2 separate regions of the Columba livia genome follow, and region 2 is linked to region 1. A link is a contact called in public Hi-C data. All regions are on one chromosome and are shown on one strand. The core of a region is the stretch at or near the end of the contact, and the rest is flanking DNA. Distances in the headings are between cores, read along the strand shown. Region 1 holds the start of ATXN10 (ataxin 10). Region 2 holds the start of WNT7B (Wnt family member 7B).

The links. Hi-C and Micro-C count contacts between places; a contact is called where the count stands out from the background.
Region 2: a contact with region 1 is called in a Hi-C map of liver, with 4 times the contacts expected there. The contact joins the promoter of WNT7B here to the promoter of ATXN10 in region 1. A contact is called at or near these places in 2 of 2 Hi-C or Micro-C datasets (crop and liver).

What each region holds. Positions count from the first base shown.
Region 1 is chr1:139,598,716-139,602,830 of bColLiv1.pat.W.v2, forward strand. ATXN10 (ataxin 10) reads left to right here and starts at 1,743. Exons shown (of 11, transcript XM_021297335.2): 1 at 1,743-1,905.
Region 2 is chr1:139,886,620-139,890,734 of bColLiv1.pat.W.v2, forward strand. WNT7B (Wnt family member 7B) reads right to left here and starts at 2,133. Exons shown (of 4, transcript XM_005509524.3): 1 at 1,565-2,133. The coding sequence starts at 1,635. It overlaps LOC110364023 (a long non-coding RNA gene), which reads left to right and starts at 2,374. Exons shown (of 3, transcript XR_010466753.1): 1 at 2,374-4,115.

The DNA.
Region 1 (4,115 bases), core at 493-2,992:
TCTTCATTGAAGCTGTGATCAGCTGGTTGTCTGGACATACTGAACCAGTGGTCAGCAAGAACATGCAACAATGCTGTTATGTGCAGTAGCCAGATCTTCCCAGGGCCATCACTGTCAGGCACAACATTCTCAGCTGCAGCCAGCACACTTCTGATGCTTCACTAATCTTAGTCTCGAGTTTCACTGCAGTTGAGATAAATTACTCTTTACTCATAACAGGCAATTCTTAAAAGTAATAGGAGCTGTTGAAGAACTTGTATGATTGCCAAGGCTCTTGCATGGCATTTTTTACTTACTTAATTTCTCCTAGAGCTGTCGAGAGCTGCTTGTTTGTGCATTAATAAGTAATACACAATAATTACCAGGAAGAAGCCTGGAAATGACACTTACTAATGGACAAACAAATTTAATAGTGGTCTTAAAAAGCCTGCCCCACCGGTAACCCAAGTCATGCAAGTTTATTTCTAACAGAGGGATACAACCTCCAGGTGTGCAGGGGCTGCTCTGGGAGATGGGTCCCTTCTCCCCCTGCAGCGCCCTGGCACTGGTCCCAGGGCCACAGGTACCTGGGAGATGCGGGGAGGAAGGCATGGGTGGGAAGCAATGAATCACTGGTGTGTTTCTCTTCCACCCAGCTTTCTGTTGGTGTAGTCATTATCACTTAAAAGAATGAATCCTGCCAGCAACTGCTAACCTGAATATATGTAAATCCTCTCAGTTTTGGTCAGTCTGCTCATCTAACAAAGGTAAGAGTAACTTGCAAAACACCTAATCAGACACTATAGAGACTACTGGCCTTGCACCTTTAGACATTTTGGAGCCTCGAGTCTTGCTAAAACATATATCTCAAGACTGTTGGATAAAGTGTCCTTTAGTTGAATGTTGCTTATTATACGCTAAAATTATTATGTAACCGATATACAAATGTGTAACCAATTGGCTGTTCAAGGAGTGAATGTAGTGACAAGACTTTGTATATAATGGCTGTTACTTTTCTTTCTGGCATGCTGGCTTTGTTCCTGCATCCAGACTTGCGCAACTCTGTGATATCTCGTTTCTGTGCACTACAATTGGCTTTTCTTGCATGCTGGGTGACAGAAACCTGTTTTGGAGACAGCATTAGGAGGTATTGCTTTTAGATTTCTTTGACTATCTTTGGTAAACTTAGTTTAGTTCCAGCTAATGAGGCTTTCTATAGCATTTGGCCACAAACAGGTCTTTTTATCCATGGGTAGCTTGATGTTCTTCCCTCAACATACGTATGCTTTTTATATGCATGCTTTTTGTTTGCATGTTGGACCATTTACCGGCAGACACCTCCGAAAGCACATGGGATGAGCAGAAGGCCCAGACTTGAGGTCTGCGGTGCACAACCAGCCTTCACCCCGCTCCCTGTGGAGAGCCGAGGGGCAGCGCCTGGGTGGCTACAGGCCCGTGGTGGGAGGTGCAAGCACAGAATGTCCTGAGTTGGAAGGGACCCACAAGGACCATCGAGTCCAACTCCTGTCCCTGCACAGGACAACCCCACAGTTCACGCCATGTGTCTGAGGGCCTTGTCCAGTCTCTTCTTGAACACTGTCAGGCTTGGGGCCGTGACACCTCCCTGGGGAGCCTGTTCCAGTGCTCCACTACCCTTTGGGGGAAGAACCTTTTCCTAATGTCCAACCTAGACCCCCCCGACACATATTCCTGCCATTCCCTCGGATTCTGTAGTTGATCAACAGAGAGAAATATCAACACCTGCCCCTCCTCCTCCCCTTGTGAGAAACCTGTAGCCACCATGAGGTCTCCCCTCCATCTCTTCTCCAGGCTGAACAAACCCAGTGACTAGCTGCTCCTCATATAGCGTCCTCTCCAAACCCTTCACCAACTTCGTGGCCTCCTGCAGACACTCTCCAGCTCAAGGTGCAACAGAAAGCTGTCCCTACGGTTTATTTTTCACGGGGAGAACGGCAAGGTTTACGCACCGTGGACCCACGCCATGAGCTACCCCAGCTCCCACAGGCGGGGCGGCCATTTTACCACCGTGCCCCGCGGCGGCCCTGCGGGTCGGGTCGCAGCGCCGAGCGCACCACCCGTCCGCCGGGGCCGGGCCGCCGCCATTTCCGCGCGGCGGGGGGCGGAGCTGGGCCGCGGCGGGGCCGGCGATGGCGGCGGCGGGAGCGCTGTCCGAGGCGGCGGCGCGGCTGGGACGCGCTGTAGCGACCGCGCCGCAGGCCCGGCTGGAGAGCGTGCGGGCGCTGACGGGCCTGTTCCGGGAGGCGCAGCCCAGGTAGCGGGGAGGAGGGGCCGCTCGCAGCCACGTGGGCCGGGGGAGGGAATTCCGGCCGCGGGAAGCGGCGGTGCCGGCGGGCCCGGGTGGTCTGTGCGGCTGTGTGCCTGCCCGCCCGTCCGCGTGTTGGCGGGAGGGGCTCGCCTCGGCTCTGAGCGCCGTGCTGCCCCTCGGGGAGTCGGCTGCGGCCTTCGCAGAGCAGCGGCCCAGGTGCCGGCGGTTCCTGACGTGCAATCTCTGCCCCCCCTCATCTCTGCATCCCCCGGGGGCTGTTCGTGTGGGACCTGGGAGTTATCTGTGGGGCTGGAGCCAGAGTGGGTGACTTGTCCCTTCTCCCCTCCGGGGTGCCATGGGGAGCTGGCAGTCTGCTTCCGTCCCTGCGCTGATACCGAAAAGTCGGCAAAAAAGACTCCTTAACGCTGTTTTGAAAGTGGTTATTGCAGCGTGCCGGACGCTCGGAGGATGTTCCTCTAATCGAGCATGTGCGTGATTCGCACTTCTTGGTATTTATTACATACAGCTATTGCATCTTCATTTGTTTGTACTGCTTAGTTAATGCATTAAACATAAACTATTTACATAACCCCGCCCATTGACGGATGTCCATCTTTTGTATTTGAGAGTCTTCATCAGGGGTCTCTTCGTGGTCCCCTGTGGTCTTCACAGGGTGGTGTCCCCACCCAGCGTTGGCTTCTTGACCTAATTTCTTGAGCATGCACATTGTCATTTGGTGCTGCTACTCACCAAAACGCAGGTAGCTCTTCATTTAGCAGAACATTTCGCTTTCCCAGCTTGTAAGCCAAGGACATCCCACTTTGCCTTATGTCCAGTCTCTATAGAGTTGTTGTTTTGCTGTTAGGTTTCTGTTACATTATGCCTAGTCTTGCTACATTATGCCTAGGGGTTTTTAAAAGATTTTTTGTTCCTATTATCAGTGCCGGGGAGGATAGTTTTGTATTTGTCAGTCACAGGTGACAGAAGTTGCTCCCCTGGGGCAGGTAGGCTCAGGTGGGTTGTAGCCATGGGAGTGGCTGCTGTGGGGCAAAAAACCACGGTGGGCCCTGCAGGGTGGCCAAAAAGGGGTAGGATGTGCCTGTGTGAGGGCCCTGCTGGGTGATGGTTTTGTACCCATATGAGGGCAAGGACTTGGGATGAGGACGGTGGTTGTAGGCCTTGGTGGCTGGGGTACCTTCCATGCAGTGAGGTGGGCTGTGGTGGCTGGATGCTTCTTAGGAGCTTTAAGGTAGACGGAGAAAGCAGGGGGTTACTGGAGAAAGCAAGGAGCCGGTATGGAGTGTTGCTGTTAGGGTAAGCTCAGGGGGACTTGCTGGAGAGAGTCCAGTGCAGGGCAACAAAGACGATCAAGGGAGTGGAGCACCTCCCTTATGAGGAAAGGCTGAGGGAGCTGGGTCTCTCTAGCTTGGAGAAGAGAAGACTGAGGGGTGACCTCACTAACGTTTATAAATATATAAAGGGTGAGCATCATGAGGATGGAGCCAGGCTCTTCTTGGTGACAACCAATGGGAGGACAAGGGGTAGTGGGTTCAAACTGGAACACAAGAGGTTCCACTCAAATATGAGAAGAAACTTCTTCTCAGTGAGGGTGCCAGAGCACTGAACAGGCTGCCCAGGGGGGTTGTGAAGTCTTCTACTCTGGAGACATTCAAAACCCGCCTGGACACCTTCCTGTGTAATCTCACCTAGGTATGCCTGGTCCGGCAGGTGGATTGAACTAGATGATCTTTTGAGGTCCCTTTCAGTCCCTAACATTCTGTGATTCTGTGACCTCTGCAGTGCTGCACAACGCTGTTGGCTTTGGCAAAGGTTGGGCATGCAGAGGTTC
Region 2 (4,115 bases), core at 883-3,382, 290 kb after region 1:
CGCCCTGCAAACGAGGCAGCCCTTGCTGCCCGCAGCTAGGGAAGGAGCGGGCAAGGGGAGTTCCCGGTGGGTGGGCACCGACCCTGCTTGGGCAACCGTCGCTTCTCTTCTCATCCCCGAGGAACCTGTTTTAATTCTTGCCCCCTCTCCCGGAGTAACCTTAATCCTCGCCTCTGGCATGCTCCCTTTCGCATATTTCCTCCTTTCCCCCGCCAGCCCCCTCCTCCCCACCGCTGCTCGGACTGCTGACAGAGGAGACGGGGTTGTCCCCGTCGCGCACCCTGCACGGAGCAGCGCCCGCGGCTGTGGCGGCGGGGCGGGCGGGAGAGGCGGCGAGGCGGCCGGGCTGTTGCGGCCCCAGCAGGTCCCGGCAGCCGGCCGGGCAGGGCCGGGCAGCTGCCCGCTTGTCGCTGAGCCTCTGCTCTCCCGCTGTGCTCCAGGAATGGGTGCTGCGCCGCGCAGCGCTGCCGGCCGGCCTGCTTGTCCCTCTGGGGAGTTATCCCGGCTCTCCCGCCTTTGGGGGCTGCTCTTTGGATCCCCTCGTCTTGCCCGCATTGATTTCAAGGTGAGAAGCGAGCGTTTCTGGATTGCAACTCACCTTATGCATTCTTGATCATTAAAAAAAAAAATCCCGCAGCTATGAAAAGACAGAATCTTTAAAGAGTTTGTAGCTCGACAGGTAAGGACTCGGCTGGGGCTCAGGAATGTGGAAATTCAACTCAAGTCAGCCTACTGCGACGAGCAATATTAATAAAGCCATACAGGTACGAGGTGGGGAAAGGAAGAGGGAGAAAGGGGAAAACTTGGCAACTAAAAGAACGGAGTGATCTCGATCGCGGTGATCAAACACCGAGGAGCAAACAGCGGGCTTCCCGGGAGCCCCCGCTGCCAGCCGGCCTGCGGGCCCCCGGGCTGGTCCCGTCGGCGGAGCCCGCTCGGCTTCCCGGGCGCTTCAGAGCGGAGGTAGCCGGACCAGTTGTCAAGATAATTTCAACACGTCCGTGTGATGGATAGAAACGCAAATTGTGTCTAGGCCTGCATAAAACAAATCCCTGAGTGCAGGTTCAGAGCAGGGATTCCCCTCCTCCCGCCCCTTTCGCCTTTTTAATACTTAAGCTCTACTCTATTGTCCCAGCAGCAGCGGCTGAGTTAACTCTGTCAGGCTGCTTTTTTTTCTTGCCTTTTTTTTTTTTTTTTTTTTTTTTTTCCTGAGGGTACACTACGCCAGAGATAATATTTAAGTTCGCTTAAGCAGTACAAAATAAAAGGACCCGTCATCACCCGCGACCGGCTCCCTCCAGGCTCGGGGCTGCTGGAGCTCCCCGTGGCTGAGCGGCCCCGCAGCCTCGGGACCCGGGAGAAACCCACGGGTGCTTTGTGGGAGCTGCCACCGCTTGGACACCCGTGGGAGGGGGGACGACAGAGAGAAATAATCACCTCTTTCTTTCCTTTTGTTTTTTTTTTTTTTCTTTTTTTTTTTTTTTTTCCTTTGCAACATTTTGTTCACAACTCTGTAATAGCGTGACCCAAAAGCCAAGGAGATTTGTCGTGCACAAGGACTTACCCTAATTTGACATAGATGACTCCAAAGCATAGAAACACGTAGAAAATCCACTTCCGAAAGTTTCTGTGCATGATCTAGGGAATGGACTGAGCCATAAAAATTGCACAAAAAGTCGAACTGATCTTGTCGGTTAAATCCCAGTCAAGAGCATTGCTGAAGCTACCCAGGAGCAAAGCCGGCCGAACTGTAAAAAATCAGCACCGTGCAGGTAAGCAGCTCTTCCCAGAGCCATGGTGACCGAAAGCGGCTACGATATTAAAGCTATGAGGGAGGAAAAAATAGAAAGAGCTGCTCAAAACGGTAAAACAAAAACCCAAGACAGACAGTCTGAGGGAGAAAATGAGCAAGCACTGATCTTGATCAACTGCCTCATAGAGCCCTGAAGTTCAATGTGTTTTTACTTGTTCTGACTTCCCCAGGTAACACTACGTATCTTGCAATCTGTGGCTCCAGGTAGGAGGATCTCTCTCTCTCACTCTCTCTCTCTCTCCTGCTCTTCCCTCCTCCCCGTATGTGTCAGGATCCAATACATATCTTATCTGTCTCTGTGCATGTTCGTGTGCGAGTTATGCGTGTCTTTGTGTTTCAGAAGGCATGTCCTTAAGTCGGAGTGTTGGGGGAAACACATGAAACGTATCCAATAAGGGAAATAAAGGATTCGTCCTCTCAAACCGAAGCATTTTTTCATTTCCTCTAGTATGGTAACGCGGCTGGATTTGCAATGTATGGACTTCGTAAAAGAGATTGTTAAAAAAATTTTTTTCTTCTTCCTTTTTTAAAAATTTTTTCTTTCTAATCAAAATTTTTTTCTTTCTAACCCACATTTGCTTACAACCCCATATCTTAGAAAGCGATGTGTATGTGTGTGTGTGTGTCCACACTATTTCTCTTTGGCCATTCAACCTTGCTGAACATAAATGCCTGACACTAAATTTGATTTCATTTTCCACAGTAAGAAAACATTCTTCTTTTTTTAAGAAACATATATACTTGGCTTTTAACACTGGTTTAGGATATTCAGTTTGCCGCTGCTAGGGAGATTAATCGGTGAGAGAAAACCTCACTTTGTGTTCAGACAGTTAAGCAAGGCTTCCTTTTCTTTCTGTCTTTCTCACTGTGTTTTCTTTCTTCCTCTGTCTTTCTTTCACACCGATTTCTGAGCTGCCCATTTTATTCCTGAATTATGTGGAATTATCTGTTTCACTCTTCTACACAATGTGTGCGTGTCTGGAGGCATATATCTGCATGCATATGCACGCTTAAATAGCACTCAAATACAAGTTTGTGGGCTGTGGTAAGTTATGTAGATAGGGATAAACCCGCGCACCTATGCCCACTTACACACATACATTTATATACATGTAGTAACAGTAAACATGGATAGCTCTAGGCATCTTTCAAAGAGAATCGGCTAAACACACACCAGTAAATGCTGAAGGGAAAGCAGGCAGTGACAAGCAAGCAAAAGAGGCTGAACACAGAACTTCATCAGAAAGCCTCTATCTTGATGGAGAAAACAAAGGATTTTTTTTAAAGCCCAGCCAGGCTGCCGTGGTTGAAGAGATGCAGTGTGAAATCGCAGGTCGTGTTTAGATGACTCCCACAGTCAGCGCTGCCCGCACCTTGCCGTCACCCACCCAGCTCTCGAAAAGAGGGTCTCCTCGGGGCATGGCGCAGAGATCCCAAGCCTGTCCCTGGCAGGGGGAAGCGGGAGGGTAACGGGACAGAGAAGGGCCCTGCTGTGTGGCGGCTCATGTCGAGGCCCCTCCCTGGGACGGACGGAGACGGCCGAGCCTGCTCACCGCACGGCCGCCCTCCGCTATCTCTCCCTGCTGATCGGTGTGGCTCTGCCTTTCCCCCCGCATTCCTCACGTTTTATTCTTTAATACTCAATGCTCCGGCCCTTGCAGGCAGCCAGCCCCCCTCCAGACCGCTTCTGCTACATTTTTCCTAATACTTAACTATGATCAATGTGTCCTTTCAAAATGCTGCGTTTTCCCTTCACGCTCTTTTCCTTGTATTTAAATGTCCTTTACTCTTTTCCCCCTCTGACCAAACACCTTTTTTTTTTCTTGCATCCCTACTATTTTTTAAGGACTTTCAGGTGAGACCATGTTTCACTTTTGCAAACCCATTTCCCCAAGAGCCTCATGACTTTACCTAGAGCTGCCATCCAAATGGCATCCAACACACAGAGGACATTCCAGATGCAGCCTCCTTTCTCCTTACCCCTCCCTCTTTTTCCCCGCTGTTTGAAGCCTTTTGCAAGCGAGGTTCCCTCCCGAGAGCCCCGGGCGCCCGCGGGTCGCGGAGCGGGCAATGCCCGCGGGCGTGGGAGGCGCACAGGCCTTCCGTCCAGCCCCGGCGGGAGGAGACGCGGCTGCCGAGCCGAGGCGGCGGCAGCGGGCAGTCTCTGGCAGCTTCTGACCCCGCGAAGGCCACGGAAAGCGGGGCCGGGGCGGCCCCGGCGCCGGGCGCGGCTGCGTCCCGCGGGGTAACACCGCCACCCAGGGGCGGCAGCCGGTGGCGCCGGCGGGGGTGGCCGGGCCGG